Regions from separate parts of the Mus musculus genome. Here all the other regions are linked to region 3. The links are chromatin contacts, called in public HiCAR-type and Micro-C maps. All regions are on one chromosome and are shown on one strand. Each heading gives the region's core, a stretch centred on a gene start, on an enhancer-like site or on the middle of the called end of the contact. The rest is flanking DNA. Distances are from core to core; before and after follow the strand shown.

The links. A called contact is a pair of places that touch in the nucleus more often than the background predicts. HiCAR-type assays count read pairs that join an accessible place to other places.
Region 1: a contact with region 3 is called in a HiCAR-type map of astrocytes, with 5 times the contacts expected there. The contact joins the promoter of En2 here to the promoter of 3110082J24Rik in region 3. A contact is called at or near these places in 1 of 39 promoter capture datasets (embryonic stem cells), 3 of 484 Hi-C or Micro-C datasets (all in embryonic stem cells) and 4 of 115 datasets of contacts at active chromatin or transcription factors (astrocytes, embryonic hindbrain and embryonic stem cells).
Region 2: a Micro-C map of embryonic stem cells shows a contact between it and region 3, with 6 times the contacts expected there. The contact joins the promoter of 9530036O11Rik here to the promoter of 3110082J24Rik in region 3. A contact is called at or near these places in 3 of 39 promoter capture datasets (the SN4741 cell line, embryonic stem cells and hippocampal neurons) and 2 of 484 Hi-C or Micro-C datasets (both in embryonic stem cells).

What each region holds. Positions count from the first base shown.
Region 1 is chr5:28,164,279-28,166,978 of GRCm38.p6, forward strand. En2 (engrailed 2) reads left to right here and starts at 1,418. Exons shown (of 2, transcript NM_010134.4): 1 at 1,418-2,700. The coding sequence starts at 2,249.
Region 2 is chr5:28,465,710-28,468,409 of GRCm38.p6, forward strand. It overlaps 9530036O11Rik (RIKEN cDNA 9530036O11Rik), which reads left to right and starts at 1,275. Exons shown (of 7, transcript NR_015562.2): 1 at 1,275-1,639. Shh (sonic hedgehog) reads right to left here and starts at 1,392. Exons shown (of 3, transcript NM_009170.3): 1 at 752-1,392. The coding sequence starts at 1,054.
Region 3 is chr5:30,104,785-30,107,484 of GRCm38.p6, forward strand. 3110082J24Rik (RIKEN cDNA 3110082J24 gene) reads right to left here and starts at 1,302. Exons shown (of 3, transcript NM_001256263.1): 1 at 1,223-1,302; 2 at 279-630. The coding sequence starts at 575. It overlaps Garem2 (GRB2 associated regulator of MAPK1 subtype 2), which reads left to right and starts at 412. Exons shown (of 6, transcript NM_001167879.1): 1 at 412-619. The coding sequence starts at 508.

The DNA.
Region 1 (2,700 bases), core at 168-2,667, 1.9 Mb before region 3:
ATTATTATGCAGCCCTCCTGTGCCCGCCCCCCAGCTGCCCTTCTGGATGTTTCTCAAAGTTAATACATTTCCATATTTTTTTTCACAGACGTGGGAGCCTGTAGTAACCAGAATTTTGGTAGGGGAGAGAAAAGCAAACTGAAAAGATCTTGGGAGATGTTGGGGAAAGAGAGTAGAAAAGAGCCATTCTGTCAGCAACTGGAGGGAAGTTTAGAGAAGGAATAAAGACAGAGCAAGGGAAAACAAATTGGAGCTCCCCCTCCTATCACAGCATCCCTATTCTTTCAAATTAGCCTTGCTTTCTTCCAAAATCAGCTTAAATGTTTTGATACAAAGATAAGGAGATCAGTGGCCTGGTGGCTCAACATAGGAAATGGGGAGTACTGATGACTGGCTCTCTGTCTCAGTCTCTGTCTCTGACTGGCTCTCTGTCTCTCTCTGTCTCTCTCTGTCTCTCTCTGTCTCTGTCTCTCTCTCTCTCTGTCTCTGTCTCTGTCTCTCTGTCTCTCTGTCTCTCTCTCTCTCTCTCTCTCTCTCTCTCTCTCTCTCTCTCTCTCTCTGTGTGTGTGTGTGTGTGTGTGTGTGTGTACAGCTGTATTCAGGATCACTTGTGGGGTGGATGGGTTAAAGGTTTGGCTAAGCAGTCATCACTCATTTCTAAATTAGAAGATCATGTTATAACCCTTCTTAAATAATCCTTTTATTTCTCCTTTCTTAAATGGTGCACTAAAGTGTATTCTCGCATAGATAAAGATCTACGTTGAGGTTCCCGAGGAGCCACTGTCCACGGGTGGAATCTTTCCGTATGCATGCGTCTCCTGCACAGGCACAAACATGCATGCTGAGAGTAGGATTCTGCAGGTACCTGTGCTCTTGCCTGCCGATTAGGACTGCACGCTGCTGGGGAACCAAAGTGACAATTTTCCCCTCCACCAGCAAAGAAAGCGGGTCACAAACGTCCCTTTGTATCTCGGTACCTCATTTAATTTTATTTATGCATTTTGTGCAAGGAATTGTGGGATCTCACCACACCGTAAACAATATGGGAATGTTAAAAAATAACGATCTTTCGGCGCGTGTCCAGTTAGGCGTAGCAGTGACCTGGTGGGACTGTTCACAAGCTTCCTCAGCGTCTCTAACCGAGAGAAGATGAGGAGTGCGAGTGAGCACCGCTGACTCGCCGATGGATCTGGCTGGATTATAGGCTCCCGCGCCGGGAGCCCTGGGCACGGCCACTTTAAAGGGGGGAGGGGAGGTGGCGGCGGGGGAGGGGCGGCAGGCGGTTCCTGTCACCAAGCTGCCGCGGGCGCGTCACGTGGATGAGCGGCGCGGCTGCCATTGGCCCGAGGCACGTGTCCAGGAGACCGGCCCGCGACGTCACTTGAGGGGGCTCTGTTAAAAATAAGAACAAAAATCCAGAGTGAAAGTGTCTCAGGTTGCGCTAAGTGGCCTGAAATTTTCCCGAGCCCGCGCGAAAGCCGAGGCAGCGAAGGCGCGCGGACCGGGAGGGAGGGAGCGCAGGAGGCCCTGCCCGGCCCGGCCTCCCGCCCCTCACTCATGCGGCTCGGGCCGCGGGGCTGCGCGGGGCTCAGCGGGGGCGCAGCCGCTCGCCCGTGGGGCGCCCCGGCCCGCAGCGGGGCGGCGGCCTGGCGCGGGGAGCCCCGGGGCGGGCGGAGCGCAGCGCGGGCCCACGGCCCTCCATGTGCGTGCTGGCGGCTGCGGGCGCGCTGAGAACCCGCGCCCAGCAGCCTCGAGGGTCGGCCGGGACCGGCGGGTGGCAACGGCCGAGCAGTGGCTGCCCGAGCGGGCCCGAGCGGCAGTGAGCGCGGGCGGCGCGCTGCCTGCATGCGCGCGGCAGCGGCGGAGGCGGCGGCGCCGGAGCCCGAGGCTGCTGACCACCAAAAGGAGCGCGGAGTTGCACGGACGTCCCGGGTCCCCGGAGTGGTGCGGTGACCATCTAGAGTCCGGTGCGTCGCCAAGACCGGGACCCGCTTCCGTTGAATCGCCCGGCGTCCCTGCCGGCGGGGAGACTGGTGATTTGCTAACGCACTCCGTGGATCCGAACGTGGCTTGGCTCCGAGCGCGCCCGGCGACCTGTAGGACTCCAGCCCTGGCCACTGTCGCCGCTCGCACGCTCGGAGGACTCGGCTGCGTAGGAGCGCTCGGGGCTCGCTGTGTGCCGCGGATCGGCCGGAGATCGCTTTGGCGGTGGGCCGGTGGAGAGGCGATTTGGGATTTTCTGTGAAGTATGGAGGAGAAGGATTCCAAGCCCAGCGAGACGGCGGCGGAGGCGCAGAGACAGCCGGAACCCAGCTCCGGCGGCGGCTCTGGCGGCGGCAGCAGCCCGAGCGACTCGGACACCGGCCGCCGGCGGGCTCTGATGCTGCCCGAGGTCCTACAGGCGCCAGGCAACCACCAGCATCCACATCGCATCACCAACTTCTTCATCGATAACATCCTGCGGCCTGAGTTTGGCCGCCGAAAGGACGCGGGGACTTGCTGTGCGGGCGCGGGCGGAGCCAGGGGAGGCGAAGGCGGCGCTGGCACTACCGAAGGAGGCGGCGGCGGCGCAGGCGGAGCCGAGCAGCTACTGGGCGCCAGGGAGTCCCGACCGAACCCAGCGTGCGCACCCAGCGCGGGAGGAACGCTCTCCGCCGCCGCTGGCGACCCTGCGGTCGACGGAGAAGGAGGTTCCAAGAC
Region 2 (2,700 bases), core at 25-2,524, 1.6 Mb before region 3:
AAAGCGATTGCAAAGCCAGCAAGTTCCAAGTCCCTCCCCTAAGGTACCGCGGGCTCTGGAGAAATGAGGAGCATCCTTAAAGAAATATCAATACATTCTCTGACCGGCACAATTGAGGACGATGGGATCGCAGTCAGGCTACGCGATACAGTGGGGACAAGACGGGCGCCTCTGGAGCTCCTGCCTTTTGTCAGAACTGCCCCCAGGCTTTCTCAGTTACAGTTCTTTGGTGGTGGTGGGGTAAAGGGTGGGGTGGTCTTGGGAGAAAAACACAGAAAAGGAAAAGGTAGGAGCTAGGGGACGAAATGCTCCAGGCTATGTTTGCAGTGACCTGGAGGCCCTTTGAAGTGTATAGGGGCATCCCCTCTCCCTCCATTTTCTGCCTCCACTTGGAAAGGGCAGACTCCCTCAGAGTAAAGGTCTTTCTAAGTTTCAAGCTAGAATACAGGTAGTTAGAGGAGGTCGTCCCGGGAGACTAATTAAATGAGACTAATAAAATGAGACTAATAAGATAGAGAACCCCATCTTCTGGTGCCCCATTCCAGCAAACCCTAAACTTCCTGCTGGACCCTTCACCTCCTTTTTCCTCCCGGAAGAGGAGTGCTAGGTGGGCAGGTGGGTGGGGAAGGAGAGAGCAAGCCGCCTTCCTACCTGCCCAAAGAGCAAACAGAGCAGGGCTGACTGCTTGGTCACACGCACCCCCCCCCCCTCCCGGGAAGGAGTCTGTTTCCCACCCGCAATGGGTCTCTACCTGAGTCATCAGCCGGTCTGCTCCCGTGTTTTCCTCATCCTTAAATATGATGTCGGGGTTGTAATTGGGGGTGAGTTCCTTAAATCGTTCGGAGTTTCTTGTGATCTTCCCTTCATATCTGCCGCTGGCCCCTAGGGTCTTCTCGGCTACGTTGGGAATAAACTGCTTGTAGGCTAAAGGGGTCAGCTTTTTGGGGTGCCGCCTCTTTCCAAACCCCCTGCCGGGCCCACAGGCCAGCCCGGGGCACACCAGCAGCGAGGAAGCAAGGATCACCAGAAAACATCTGGCCAGCAGCAGCAGCATCTCGTCCGCGGAACCTGAGGACTTGTGAGCTGTCCCCGCGCTGTCTGTGCGCGAGCGGGTACGCGCGGGTGTGTGCGTGTGCGCTCCTCCTTGCGCTCGGCTCTCCCTTCCTCGCTCGGCTCGTTCGTTCCCTCTGGCGCTGCCTGGCTCTTTCTCTTCCTATATAACCTTGCCTGCCGCTGCTGCAGGGGACTTGTCTCCGATCCCCACCCAGACTGGGGCTGCGATGGCAGGCTGCCGGTCGCTGGTAACGGAACACATCGGAGTTGGGTCTCGAGACAGCAATTAAAAGACAAAAAGAGCCTGATTTTAAATGGTAGCAAGGCTGGAGAGCTTGTGAGACAGGCTGCCTTTCGCACTATATTATAGCTGGCAGGGGCGCATCTGATTGGCCAAGCCGCACAAGCTTGTCTTCTGATGTTAACCCTGAGAAAGACTACATTTCTCCCCCCTCTGGCTGCTGTGGCTTTATTTTCACCTGAAGGCTTCCAGTTTAAAAAAGAAAGAAAGAGAGAAAGAAAGAAAGAAAGAAAGAAAGAAAGAAAGAAAGAAAGAAAGAAAGAAAGAAAGAAAGTCTTTACTAAGGTAAAGGTGGGTGGGAGGGAGGAGGCCTGTTTATTGGAAAAATACCCCGCACTGCCTGCTTTGTGCTCAGGGCTGCTTCCCCCTTACTTTCTCTAAATGGAAGATGCTTTGGTTAAAGCCAGCATAAGTTTTTAAAGGACAGTCCAGATGCTCCCCCCCCCCCCACAAGCTTTGACCATAAAACAGCCTCTCAATTGTTTGAGGGCAACGCTGCCTCCCTCCTGTTTGCCTTATTTACACCCCATCCCCAGATGTGAGTGTACAGGACAGACGTCACGGGGTTGTGAAAACAGCTCACCTGAGCATCTCCTGAATATTTAGCATCTTTAGATAGAGGATAATCACAGGTGGCCACAACCTAAAGAGTTGCTGTTTTAAGTGCCCTAAAATACTGTCCTTTATTGTATCTCACTGACTGCACCACATTCAAGCCTCTGCAGGTGGATGGATGCATCCCAGCTGAGGGGCAGGTAAAGAGTGTCTGCAGAATGTGGTGGGGTACATAGGTTCAGTGGGTCTATGTGCTGCACCCCAGCATGGAGGGCAGCTGGTGTGTGCTTGGTGGGTAGAGGTGATCTGCCTGGGGCAACTGAAAGTGGGCAAGGCTGCATGCGTGAAGAACCCCTTCCAATCTATCCTAGCAAAGTGCAGGGCTGGGGTAAGTTGATGTGGAATTCAGGCTCCTTAACACAGTTGTATTTCACAGGAGCTTTGCAAGCTAATTTTCAAGGAAAGAAGCTGGCTAGGTGTAGGGCCTGCAGACTGAAGGTGTTAGGGATCTAGAGGACAGTGTTCTGGCCATAAGGGGCATCTTAGAAGAGGATATGCTGTCTAGAGGTCACTACTCTTGGGGTGTCCAACACTCTTTCAGGAAAAAGAAAAATTTCCAGAAAAGTCTTAGTTGAACCAGAAAAATAGAATGTGAAACGCTTTGTTTTTATAGATCATAGAAATCTGCTCTGGCTTTTCTCCCATCCTACTCACAGGCAAGATTCCTCTAGGATGGGCGAACTATTTATGTGGAATGGAATACCTGCTTAGGGACCGAGTCCTCCAGTGTT
Region 3 (2,700 bases), core at 52-2,551:
CGTGGGGGGGGTGGAGCGGGGTTTCGGAAAGTGCTCTTACAGGATTCCAACACTACTTAGATTCAAACTCCAAGTGCCGCCTGCCCTCTTTGCTCCTCCCCAGTCTGAGCATCCCCGCCGCTGAGCTTGGAGTAGCGGATGTGAGCAACGCAGCAATCCTGAGTCCGGACTCCGCGAGGCCTTGGCACGAGGGGAAAACCTCGGACACCCACCCGGCCAGAGTCCCATCGGACCTGTTCTCTTTTCCCTAACCATCTCCACCCCGAGCACCCTGTCACCTGGGCGCTCCGGGGGTGCGGGCCCGGCGGGCGGGGCGCGGGGCGGGGATGGGGGTGGGGGCTGATGCCCCGTGGAAGGAGGCTGGCCACGTGACTCCCGAGGCTCAGCTGGGCTGCCAGGCGGGGAGCGCCGCTTCGGCCCAGGAGGAGGTGGTGGGCGCGCAGCCCGAGCTGCGCGGGACTGGCCGTCGGGGTCCCGGGACGGCGAACCCCGGGGAGCGCCCATGCCATGGAGAAGCTGGCGGCCGGGCTGGCCGGGCTGCGCTGGAGCATGGGCGCTTTCCCGCTGGACCTCATCGTCAGCCGCTGCCGCCTGCCCACGCTCGCCTGCCTCGGACCAGGTACCCGGTGTCTAGAGGGGAGACGGAGGCGGAGGATGCGAAAAGTCGGGGCTTCGCTCTGTTGGAGCTGGCAGGACTTACAGGCGCATTCAGTCACTACCCTCCCTGTCCCCGTTGATGGGGGGCTTTGCTTGTCTTCTGGGGCTGCTCCTGGCACAACCGGAGCCCCCAAGTCTGGGAGCCGCTTCTGGGCCCCTCCGACCCCCCACAGGGTTAGTAACTGGCCGCAGGGTTGCAACAAAGTTTTCAGTCCCCCTGGAGCCAGTAGCGATGCTGAGTCTGTGGGCCGCTCTGTCGGTGCACCCCGCTTTCCCGGCGCCTATCGGCCCCTGCCCAGGCCGCACCCCCTTGATCCCTTTGTCTTCCAGCCTCTCACCTTCATCGTACCGCATCTCTTGGACCACGATAGGTCTTTCCCTACCATCCCCGCTAGTCCCTTTTTGGGACCTTTCCTGAACCGTCCTTTGACATCCTGAGGTCTTTTGGCAACGGGCAGACTATCCTCCGGAGAGGCCTGAGTGAGCGGGCCGGCCACCAGGCACCCCCCTCCCACACACACACACCCTTCCCTATCTCAGCAGAGGACCCCCGGCCCTCCCCCACCTCTCGTCCTATTTCGCCAGCAGGTGCGGGTGTTCCGATGATGGGACCGAATATAGGAGAGCCTGAAGGCTGCACAGAGCAAGAGGACTGTAGTGTTGGGGGAAAGGGGAGCTGTTTGGTTGGGGGAGGGGCGGGAGCCGGGGCTGGCAGCCAGGCTGGGGGTTTTGTGTGTGAGAAGAATAGGGGTTTGGCCCGCGTTGGCACACTCGCTTCCCTGAATGCTAATGGGACTCCTGTGCTGTTCTTGGACTGGCAGCCCCTCCTCAGACCCGCAACAGCAAGAACTGGGCACAGTGAGCACCAGGCGGGCCGAAGCAGGCTCAGTGGGACTTCAGTGTGTCCCGGTCCTTTAGGTGGAATACCTGGCAGTCTAACTCTGGTGGGACCTCACTCACTGCTCAGCGTGAGATCCCAGGACTGCGCTTGCAGCTGGACTGTGTCTGCTTGTGAATAGGAAATTCTGCCCTAGGTTCTTCCTGCTCACTTCCCACGCATCTCTTTGACACCCTTTTCTTTGAGTTCTTTTCTGAGCGCTTCTTTATGGCTAGGACTTCTCTGTGCTTCCCTGACACCTGTGCGCCCCATTCCACAGGGCTGCTGGCTTTTGGGGAGGGCCAAGGAGTATGGACATTCATTCATTAAGTGAATGAATGAATGAGCAATAGTGTGGGATGGCCTAGCTGTCTGTGACAGTGTGGTTATTACTGTCGTAACCATTAGAATAAAAATGTATGCTTGAAATTGTGTGTCCTTGGAAGTCCTCTCGTTGGTATGCATTCAGGAGGGGTCCCCTGGTAGGATCTTGAGACTGAGTTGTGCTGTTTGGATGACAAGCATTTGTCTTGTTGGGTGCAGCTGAACTATTGCTGAGGGTGACCCCTGGCTATTGGTGTGTATACCTGTGTGGCTTTGGCCTGTGTCTCTGTGGAGGAGTGGGGGGTGGGGCTTGTTAGATTAGCTCCAAGGAGAGCTTGTAGAGCTGGAGGAGAAACAACAAACCTCCCCTGTGCATATTTGCACTTTAGTGCACATACATCCTCACACCCAGAATGGGAGATCTTCCCCTGAAAGCCCTGCATACCCCACCCATTGTTCACCCCACATAGACATGCTTTATGAAGTCCCCCGCTGTTAGAGTAAACCATTTCCCATTCATTGGGCTGGTAGAAAAATTGTAAGATGTGTGTGTGTGTGTGTGTGTGTGTGTATGCCCACACGCGCGTGTGCACGTGAGGGGGCTGGGAAGGAGACATCCCCACCCCCACTGTGCCCACCAGCTGCATCCAGGATACGCCCCATCAGTCTCCTGGAAGCTGGGCTGCCCCCTCCTGCTCCCCTGGAAACCGTTGCTGGGGATGGAGCCTCTTGAGCCCAGACCCCTCCCAACCCCTGCACCTCTGCCCCTGGGCTGTTTCCCTCAGACTAGACTCCTTCCCCCTCCCCCACTCTGCTTTCCTAAATCCAGTGCCTGTGCTACC